2 separate regions of the Mus musculus genome follow, and region 1 is linked to region 2. A link is a contact called in public Micro-C data. All regions are on one chromosome and are shown on one strand. The core of a region is the stretch at or near the end of the contact, and the rest is flanking DNA. Distances in the headings are between cores, read along the strand shown. Region 1 has its middle 26 kb from the start of Gm46653. Region 2 holds the start of Dusp5 (dual specificity phosphatase 5).

Region 1 (4,003 bases), core at 172-2,671, 120 kb after region 2:
GTGTCTAATTTCACCTGGGAAAAGCAACGCCAATGAAATCTGGTTTAGTCGTAGCCTTGCCTAGAAATAGGTTACGGCTTGGGTCACGTTAAATCTTGATAAAGTAGATTAACATCTCTACAAGAAACATTGGTTTGTCTAGAGCTCAGGTTTGGCAAAGCAAGTCCTCTTTAAATATGGCTTTGGTGTTTGCACATTAAGCTAAAAATAACGGGACCTTGCAGTTAGAATATATTTAGTTCCAGAGATGCATTTCTTTATTTTAGTTTAATATTCTAATTTTACAGATGAGATGTGAAGCCCAGATCAGGCAGGTGGCCCAAGTGAACATATTAGCACACTTAGATAACAGAACCAAGCCGTGGGTCCCTTCTCTCAAGAAACTCACACATTTATTTGCAGGTGGCCTTGCACGTTACACAAAGACGAATTTTAAGGTTATAGATGATTGCCACCTTCACTTTGTCTCTGCCCTTTGCCTTTTTTTGTTGTTAGTTTTTTGTTTGTTTGTTTGTTTAAAGAACTCACCAACTTAGGAACACTTAGGTCACACTTACCCATGTCCCAGGGAGACTTGAGTTACCTCCAGTTGCCAGGCTTCTGCAAGGAAGGTGCCAGTGTTATCTATAAATCTGCCACCGTGTGGCCGACAGGCACCCCTTCCTAGAGACAGAGTGTCTCCTGGGTGTAAGAGGCCTTGTGGCAGCCAGTAGCTACACAGAACACGAGGCAGCGTGGAGATTAGGGTTGCAAAAAGAATGTGGATATATTTACTCTGTCAGGTTGGCACACTGTGGTATGAGTTTTCCAGAGACCTTAACGTTTGAACATTATCTTTGATGGACTGTGTAATTGAGTGTCTTCAAGAAATTATTCAGCCATTAAAATTGATAGCTCAGCTGTTAAGAAGAGCGCTTGCTGATTGGTTCTCAGAATCCATATCGGGTAGCTTCCAGCTGCCTGTAACTAAGTCCCGAGGTATCAGACACCTTCTGGTGTGTGTGCAGAGAAGCAAGTGTGTGGTGGTGGTGGTGGTGGTGGTGGTGGTGGTGGTGGTGGTGGTGGTGGTGGTGGTGGTGGTGGTGATATAATAGAGCCCCAAAGCCTGAAGGACATGGGTTTAGAGCCAAATTATTTGGGACTAGAGTGTCAGAGCCTATTAATGTCTGATGTACAGTGCCACTTAAGGCAAAGACTTCTTGGGAGCCGTTTCCAGCCTACCTTGCCTCCTCACAGTTAGAAAGGTGCTTTCTTCAGCATTGTGTAGGGGCTCCATTTTCTCTCAGCCTAAATCTCAAGCTGTTTTCCCCGTAGCCACTAGAGGGAGCCCTTGATACATGCTGACCCCTCAGATTTGGGATCTCAGGTTTTCTTCCACACTGATTCCTCGCTAGAGTTGCAGCCGCTGTGAGGTCAGGGTGTGGTATAACTGAGACCTCTGGGGCAGCACTTTATGAGCGAAGTGTTAACTGCTTGCAGCTCACTCCTAAGTGAGCTTTGGGGCAAAGGTGCCTGCTGCGCTCACAACAGGTTGTGTCACTGTTCCGGAAACAGCAGGAAGCCTGGGTGTTGTAAAGATGGCAACCCTTCCTCACGCCAGGCCTGCTTATTCTCTGCAGAGCACGCGCTTGCTCCTTTGTTCCTTCTGCCTTCTGAGTCCTCATTTAAGCGCAGAGGCATCCTGGTTCTCTGCAGCCTGGCATTCCTAAAGCAGAGGTTGCCTTTCGTTCTGTTTCATGTATGGTTTCTAAGTTCCCTCTGTGTCCTGTGGTTTTGGCATTTTAATCCACTTAGTGTTTTCGAATTATTGGTAGCAGTCACTGTGTGATCTCTGGACACCCCAGGAAGACCTGTTCTACCCTATTGCCTACCAAGCCACGAAAAGCCATCCTAAGAGGTCCTGCCACTTCCAAGTTTCACCAGAGGTGATGCTCTGTCACTGTGGATGAGTGGCTTAAGGACCTTCTCCCACAAACTCGTGCTGCCCCAATTCACTCCACCCACAGAGCATGGTGACCAGGTGGTAAAGCGAAGCTGAGCGACCCATTTTACTGCGTTGGGAATGGGCAGCTGGTGACTGAGTAGGACAGCAGAACCTCCTTTAGACATGTGTATGTGCAGGGCACACATCCATCCTGTCTCATTAGCAAACCAGAAAGGTTTTCATATGAGTCCGTGCTGCAGTCTCTGCTCCATTGTGGTCACTTGGAGGGTTGTACTTTGGATTCACAGTGGCCTCACAGACTGAAGCCCTGGTCTGTTTGTTCACTGGTCTCCAGCTGTGCCCTGAAGGGCTGGGGTCTGGAAGTGGGGTGAAGTCACTGGGGGCAAGTCTTTGAAGGTTCCATCTATTCCTGCTTCCTGGTCCATTAAAATGTGAGCAGCTGCCTTGCCTCATGCTCCTGTCAGGACAGCCACTCCACCCTGCCTCGCCCTGTGATTGACTGAAATCCCCCTGAAACTGAGCCAAAATAAACATTTCCTCCCTGAGTTTGTCTCTTTCAAGTACTTTGGTCACGGTGATGAGAAAGCAACTAACAAAGAGCTGGGGAGATGGCTCCGCCGGTAACCGTGACTGCTCATGCAGAAGGCTGTGGTTCTGTCCCCAACACCCACATACCACCTGTAACTGCAGCTCCAGGATCCAGCATGTTCACCCAAAAACATACACATACTCATAAATAAAAATCTTATTAAAAAAAAAAACATACAGAATGGTTGGTGAAGTGTGATTTTTTTTTTTTAAATCTCATTAGGCAAGCCCAGATAGCCAGGGGAATTTGCCCCCGAGCACAGTCAGACCTACTAAGACCTCTGACAGAGCAAATGCTGGTCTGTGGGTCTGTGAAGTGGATAAACTGGATTTTAGAGAACTTTTCCTGAAACTAAGATGACCCCAGTCACTGCTTGTCTCTAGCCCAGCCAGTACGGAAAGCCACAGTGGCCTTGCTCAGAATCCAAACTGTCACATGAGTGGCTTTCATGTTTTGGACCAGATGTCTCTTCGGTCTTCTATGTGGGCATACCTTCCTCAAGCCCCCACCAATAAGCAAGCCTTTTAGAACCTGACCTCCGACCAATTAAACCTTGTTACCACCTAAGGACCTGGATTTCTGTTTTGAAACCATCTTGGATGGAGACCAGGTTTTCTTTAGCTCGTGTGTGCTATATGCATGTCTGCGTGCATGCAGATGCCAGGAGAGTATATCTCCTTTATCACGGCCTCCTCCTCTGAGCCAAGTCTCTTCCTGAATCTGGGGTGCATGGTTTTTCTGCTAGACTGGAAGCCAGCAATTCCCCTGCCTCCCTATCTTGCTCTCCACCTTGAAGCTAGGGCTACAGGTATTTATGAGGATGCTCTGCTTGTTAAATGAGTTCTGGGATCTGACCTAGGTGCTCATGATGGTAGAGCAAATGTTCTTAAGCCCTGAGCCATCTGTCAGCCCTGAGATCAGGTTTTCTTATCCCCCTTTCGGGCTCAGAGAAGGTCCAGCAAAGGGGTGGCTGACACGTTGCCTCGCCTCTTGTCAACAATCACGTTAGTTGTTTTGTTGCCCCTTCCCCCCAAACATACACACGCCCTTTGCACTCGTACACCTATCCTTTAACCACAGTGCCTTACACATTGTTATCCAGAACACAGGTGCACATCCCTGCCTCAAGCACAGTCCTTATCATTCATGGTCGCTTCACCTTCCTTCCTCCCAATTCTTATCCTCCAGAGTCCTCCCATCTCAGCGTCACCCTCCTCCCGAGACTGGAGATCTCTGGTGATGTGTGTGATTTTGAAAAGTCTAGAAGAGTCCCATCCACAAGGAATATATGTCAACAATTTCCTTACCTCATTAATTAATGTGGGGACCAGAAGGTTGGCCAAAGTTCAGTAGGACAGTGGACCCACAATCCTTAGGGCTATCTTTTCTTAGTGACGGGCCATTTCCAATTTAGCAGTTGTGTGTTCTCCCATAAATCAACAGCTTCTTTTATAGAGTCCAGTTATTAA
Region 2 (3,960 bases), core at 56-2,555:
TGCTTAGATTGGCCTCGGGTTTTTGATATTTTTTTCTCAGTCTCAAAGATGCTAAAATTACAGGCCAGCCACTGAATACTCAGGACAGAGTATACAGTGATTGAATCGATTGCTTGAATGAAGATATGACCCAGAAGCAATGCCAGCCATTATTGTTGCTGGGCTGATTGATTGGATAGCAGAATGTGATTTCTGCTTTCTCCTTAAAAAAAAAAATCTCATCCACTTATGGGGGCTGTAAATGGATGCAAGGGTTTGGTTTGTTTTGTTTTCCATGAAAAGATAACAGTGAAATAGTTGGCAAAGGATTTGTAGGCAGAACGCATTTGCATCCCACGTGCCCTGACAGCTAGCAGAGCCCTCAGTAAATACTTGCAGAGGGGACAAATCACACTTAATTTTCCGGGAATGGGGGCAGGCAGCATGAAGCTCCCGAGAGAATAGCGGGGGCAGACAGCCTGGGATTACATTTTATCCACCATAATCCCACAAATCCAGAAGCCACCCGGACAACAGTTTAACTGGACTGAGCCTTACAGCTCCCCACAAGCTGCCCAGAACCACAGAGCTCCCGAGTCGGTGTATTGTTCGGGGGTGGGGGTGGGGCTTTTTGTTTTGTTTTGTTCTTTGAGGCAGGGTCTCACTATGAAGCTCGGGTGGTACATTGGAGAGAGCAATCTTTGGAGAGAGCCAAAAGGGGACTGTCAATCATCCGAAGTAGAATCCACTTGACGTCTCCGGCTCACCCATTCACAACTCCTCCTTTTTACTCTCAGGAACTTTTATTACGGAAAATTAAAAGGTAACAAAAGTGGGGGTAACGTGTTAGAAAGAAGCCCCCAGTATCAAGATGACCAAGCCACGCCGCATCTCGGCTCATCTCAGAGGCTAAATCTCCTTGCAAACGCAGACACAACCGGGAGCGACCGGAATCCGGGATTCACCGGGAGGCCCCAGGGGCTCCGTAGCGCGGCCACGGTCACCTCCTCTTCCCGCACGGCGTGGGTCACCTCGGCCTGGTGGCGTTCCTGACACTCCACCGGTAGTCCGGGGTGATGCGTGAGTGAGTCTCTCGGCGCCGGGCCCCCCGAGAGAGGGAGCGATCGCCCGCCACTTCCTCTTTCTCGCTCTAAGACGCCCTCTCTCCAGCCTGCTCCTTGGGTGGAGGCGGGTGCCCGCAAGCTCCACCCATGGGCGTGGTCAGCCAGGGGGCGGGGAAATACCCATATTTGGCCTTATATGGGCACTCACGTCACAGGACGCGCACTCATTCACATAAAACGCTGCGCTGCCGGCGGAATCCCCAGCTTTCTGGGGCAGCGAGCGGCGGGGCCGGGAGCCCAGCGAGCGGGGCGTGGAGAGCGTCGCGCGGCCCCTCGCGCCGGGCTCCGTTTGCAGGCCACAGCCCCCGCGAGGTGGCCCGCCCGTCCTCTGGCAGCTGTGGGGCGCGCAGCGTCGGGCCGCTGGGTGGCAGCGGCATGAAGGTCACGTCGCTCGACGGGCGCCAGCTGCGCAAGATGCTCCGCAAGGAGGCGGAGGCGCGCTGCGTGGTGCTCGACTGCCGGCCCTACCTGGCCTTCGCCGCGTCGAGCGTGCGCGGCTCGCTCAACGTCAACCTCAACTCGGTGGTGCTGCGGCGGGCCCGGGGCGGCGCGGTGTCGGCGCGCTACGTGCTGCCCGACGAGGCGGCCCGCGCTCGGCTGCTGCAGGAGGGCGGCGGCGGTGTGGCGGCGGTGGTCGTGCTGGACCAGGGTAGCCGCCACTGGCAGAAGCTGCGGGAGGAGAGCGCCGCGCGCGTCGTGCTCACCTCGCTGCTGGCCTGCCTGCCCGCCGGCCCGCGGGTCTACTTCCTTAAAGGTGAGTTCGTCCGGGAGCAGACTGCCCTTTGCCACCCTCCCTTGCTCCCCTGCACCCTGTGTTACCAGGCCCCAGGGTTACCTCCCTGCATGGGAACTCTGGACCGGAGAAAGTCACCACTTGCGGGAGTATGCACCCCGGGGTTTGACGTGCGCTTGGGAGGTCCTTGCAACACGTCAGCGCCCAGGGCTTCCTTCTCCCCACCCGCCTTTCCTCGAAAGCGTCTGGCATCCTGTCTGTCCTCTGGGTTGGGTGGGCTGGGAAGGTGCTGCGGGCGGTGCTCCCTAATAGTTCCGGGGGCCCAGAGCTCATGCTGGTCATTGGCGCCGTTGGCAGGCCACGGGGGTCGGAACCTTTCTGTACAGATCAGCGCGATCAAACAAGTTGAGACCCTCCCCCAGGAGAGTGGCGCCGCGGTGTCCCCTTTCTTCCCGCCTAGACAATTAGAGCACGTTAGGCTGTGTCTTGGTGGGCCTCTTGCCTTTTTGACCCTGGCAAGTCCCTCCCCTTCCTCTCCCTTTATTGCTTTTTATTGTTATCCTCCAGCCTCCTCCTCCTCCTCTCCCCAAATAGGCCGTTCTCAAGCTTAATTTGGGAACTGACAGCTTTCCCACCCCTTTCATCCTGTCATCCCCAGCAGGGGATTATCCTCAGAGACTACCAACCGGCCAACCTAGTTAAGAGAGGTGCTGCAGAGGCTGCAAAGATTCAGAGGAGATTCTGAGGCCTTTGATTTTAGGCCTCCGAGAGCTGCCTGCAGGCCCGACTTATTTCACCTGCTGTCGAGATAACTTTGGCTTCCGGTTGTGGGTGTGTGATTACTCTCAAACCCCACATCATTGATTTCTGGGTCATTTCCTGTGACTGCTCCTGCCTTCTAACCTCAAAAGTATGGGAACACTGGCCTGGGTGCAGGGGAGAGAGCTCTCAGATAGGGCCCCAAAACTCTGATGACTTGTCCAGGAACTCTGTTACGGTTCAGAATTCAGGTGCAGTGAGCTGAAGACCCAGTGTCAAAGCCATGCAAGTTGGAATTTCACACACTGTAGGCCAGGAAGATCCCAAGGCAAGTGGGTAGCTTCCCAGCTAATTAACACCTCTTGCTAACTGTTCCTTGTTGATCCCATTGGGAGATAACAGGTGGATGTTGCTGCAGCCCAGCTGCAGAATCTGCAAGGGTGGGTGGCCTTTTCTAAGCTCTGCAGCGGTCTCTCTCTCACTGTTAAAAAAATGAGGTAACATGTGTCCAGGTGACAATCTGAATAGCCCCAAGGGTGTTTAAGGAGATGTGTGTCTTCAGCCCACCCTAAAACCTAGTTCCTCCCCAGAAGCAACACCAATGAATTCTTCTTGGATAGTGTCTCCCATGGATGGCTTTTAAAAACAGATTGAGCCCATGTCATACCAGATCCTGCCTCTTTTCTTGGAGATCTTGGAGACATCCGTGTTGCTGCATGGTAGTGCCTTCGTCATAACCACTAGGCTGCTTCCAGTCTGGCTGTGTGAAAAGCCGTTACGGAGAGGGTAGATGTCCTTGCCGGTTGCTCTGGCATTGTGGGGTCTTGTCCTTCATTCAGACCGTGAAAGCTTAAGCGTGAAAGAGATATGCCTATGGTATTTGATAGATATTGCTGCCCTTATGACACCACTGAAGTTCAAACTGTGACAAAGAGTCCCTTTCTCTTAAATAGAGCACCCCAGATGTGCATTCGGCTCTGATTTAGTGGCGCTGGGTGTTGGTGCCAGGCCCCTTATACTTCCTACAGTTCCGTCTCCCACTGAAAGGAGATGCTGAAGACCAGTTAGGTGGCTGGGGCTTGCTTCTATAGAGTGCCTGTGCGCTGGCTCTCTGTTCCTTTGGCAACACAGTGATGATTGAAAGTAGACTCACTCTGGAGAAGGTTGAAGCGGCCTGAGGAATTGCTAGCACTCTTGCAATCCGAGTGAGGCACAAGTGAGCCAGCAGAGAGGAATGCTCTGTCTCCACACCTCCGATGGGAGTGGGCGGAAGGCAGAGACCTAATCTCCTGACCCCAGCCTGAAGAGGCAAGCCCTGTGTGCTCTGCCCGTTTCGTGTTAGGTTGTAAGCAACACCTCTTTCTG

Evidence for each region. A called contact is a pair of places that touch in the nucleus more often than the background predicts.
Region 1: a contact with region 2 is called in a Micro-C map of the HL-1 cell line, with 4 times the contacts expected there. The contact joins the enhancer-like site here to the promoter of Dusp5 in region 2. A contact is called at or near these places in 2 of 484 Hi-C or Micro-C datasets (the HL-1 cell line and cortical neurons), 1 of 115 datasets of contacts at active chromatin or transcription factors (pancreatic cancer cells) and 3 of 9 other capture datasets (adipose tissue, liver and pancreatic islet).

What each region holds. Positions count from the first base shown.
Region 1 is chr19:53,647,595-53,651,597 of GRCm38.p6, forward strand. No RefSeq gene overlaps it. Among named protein-coding and RNA genes, the nearest start is that of Gm46653, 26 kb to the right of the region's middle. Within about 2 kb of position 1,422, at least 80 of the 459 cell types and tissues checked have an H3K27ac peak or open chromatin away from gene starts, as enhancers often do. A contact at or near this core is called in the HL-1 cell line, cortical neurons and pancreatic cancer cells, where this site is marked.
Region 2 is chr19:53,527,840-53,531,799 of GRCm38.p6, forward strand. It overlaps Dusp5 (dual specificity phosphatase 5), which reads left to right and starts at 1,306. Exons shown (of 4, transcript NM_001085390.2): 1 at 1,306-1,857. The coding sequence starts at 1,479.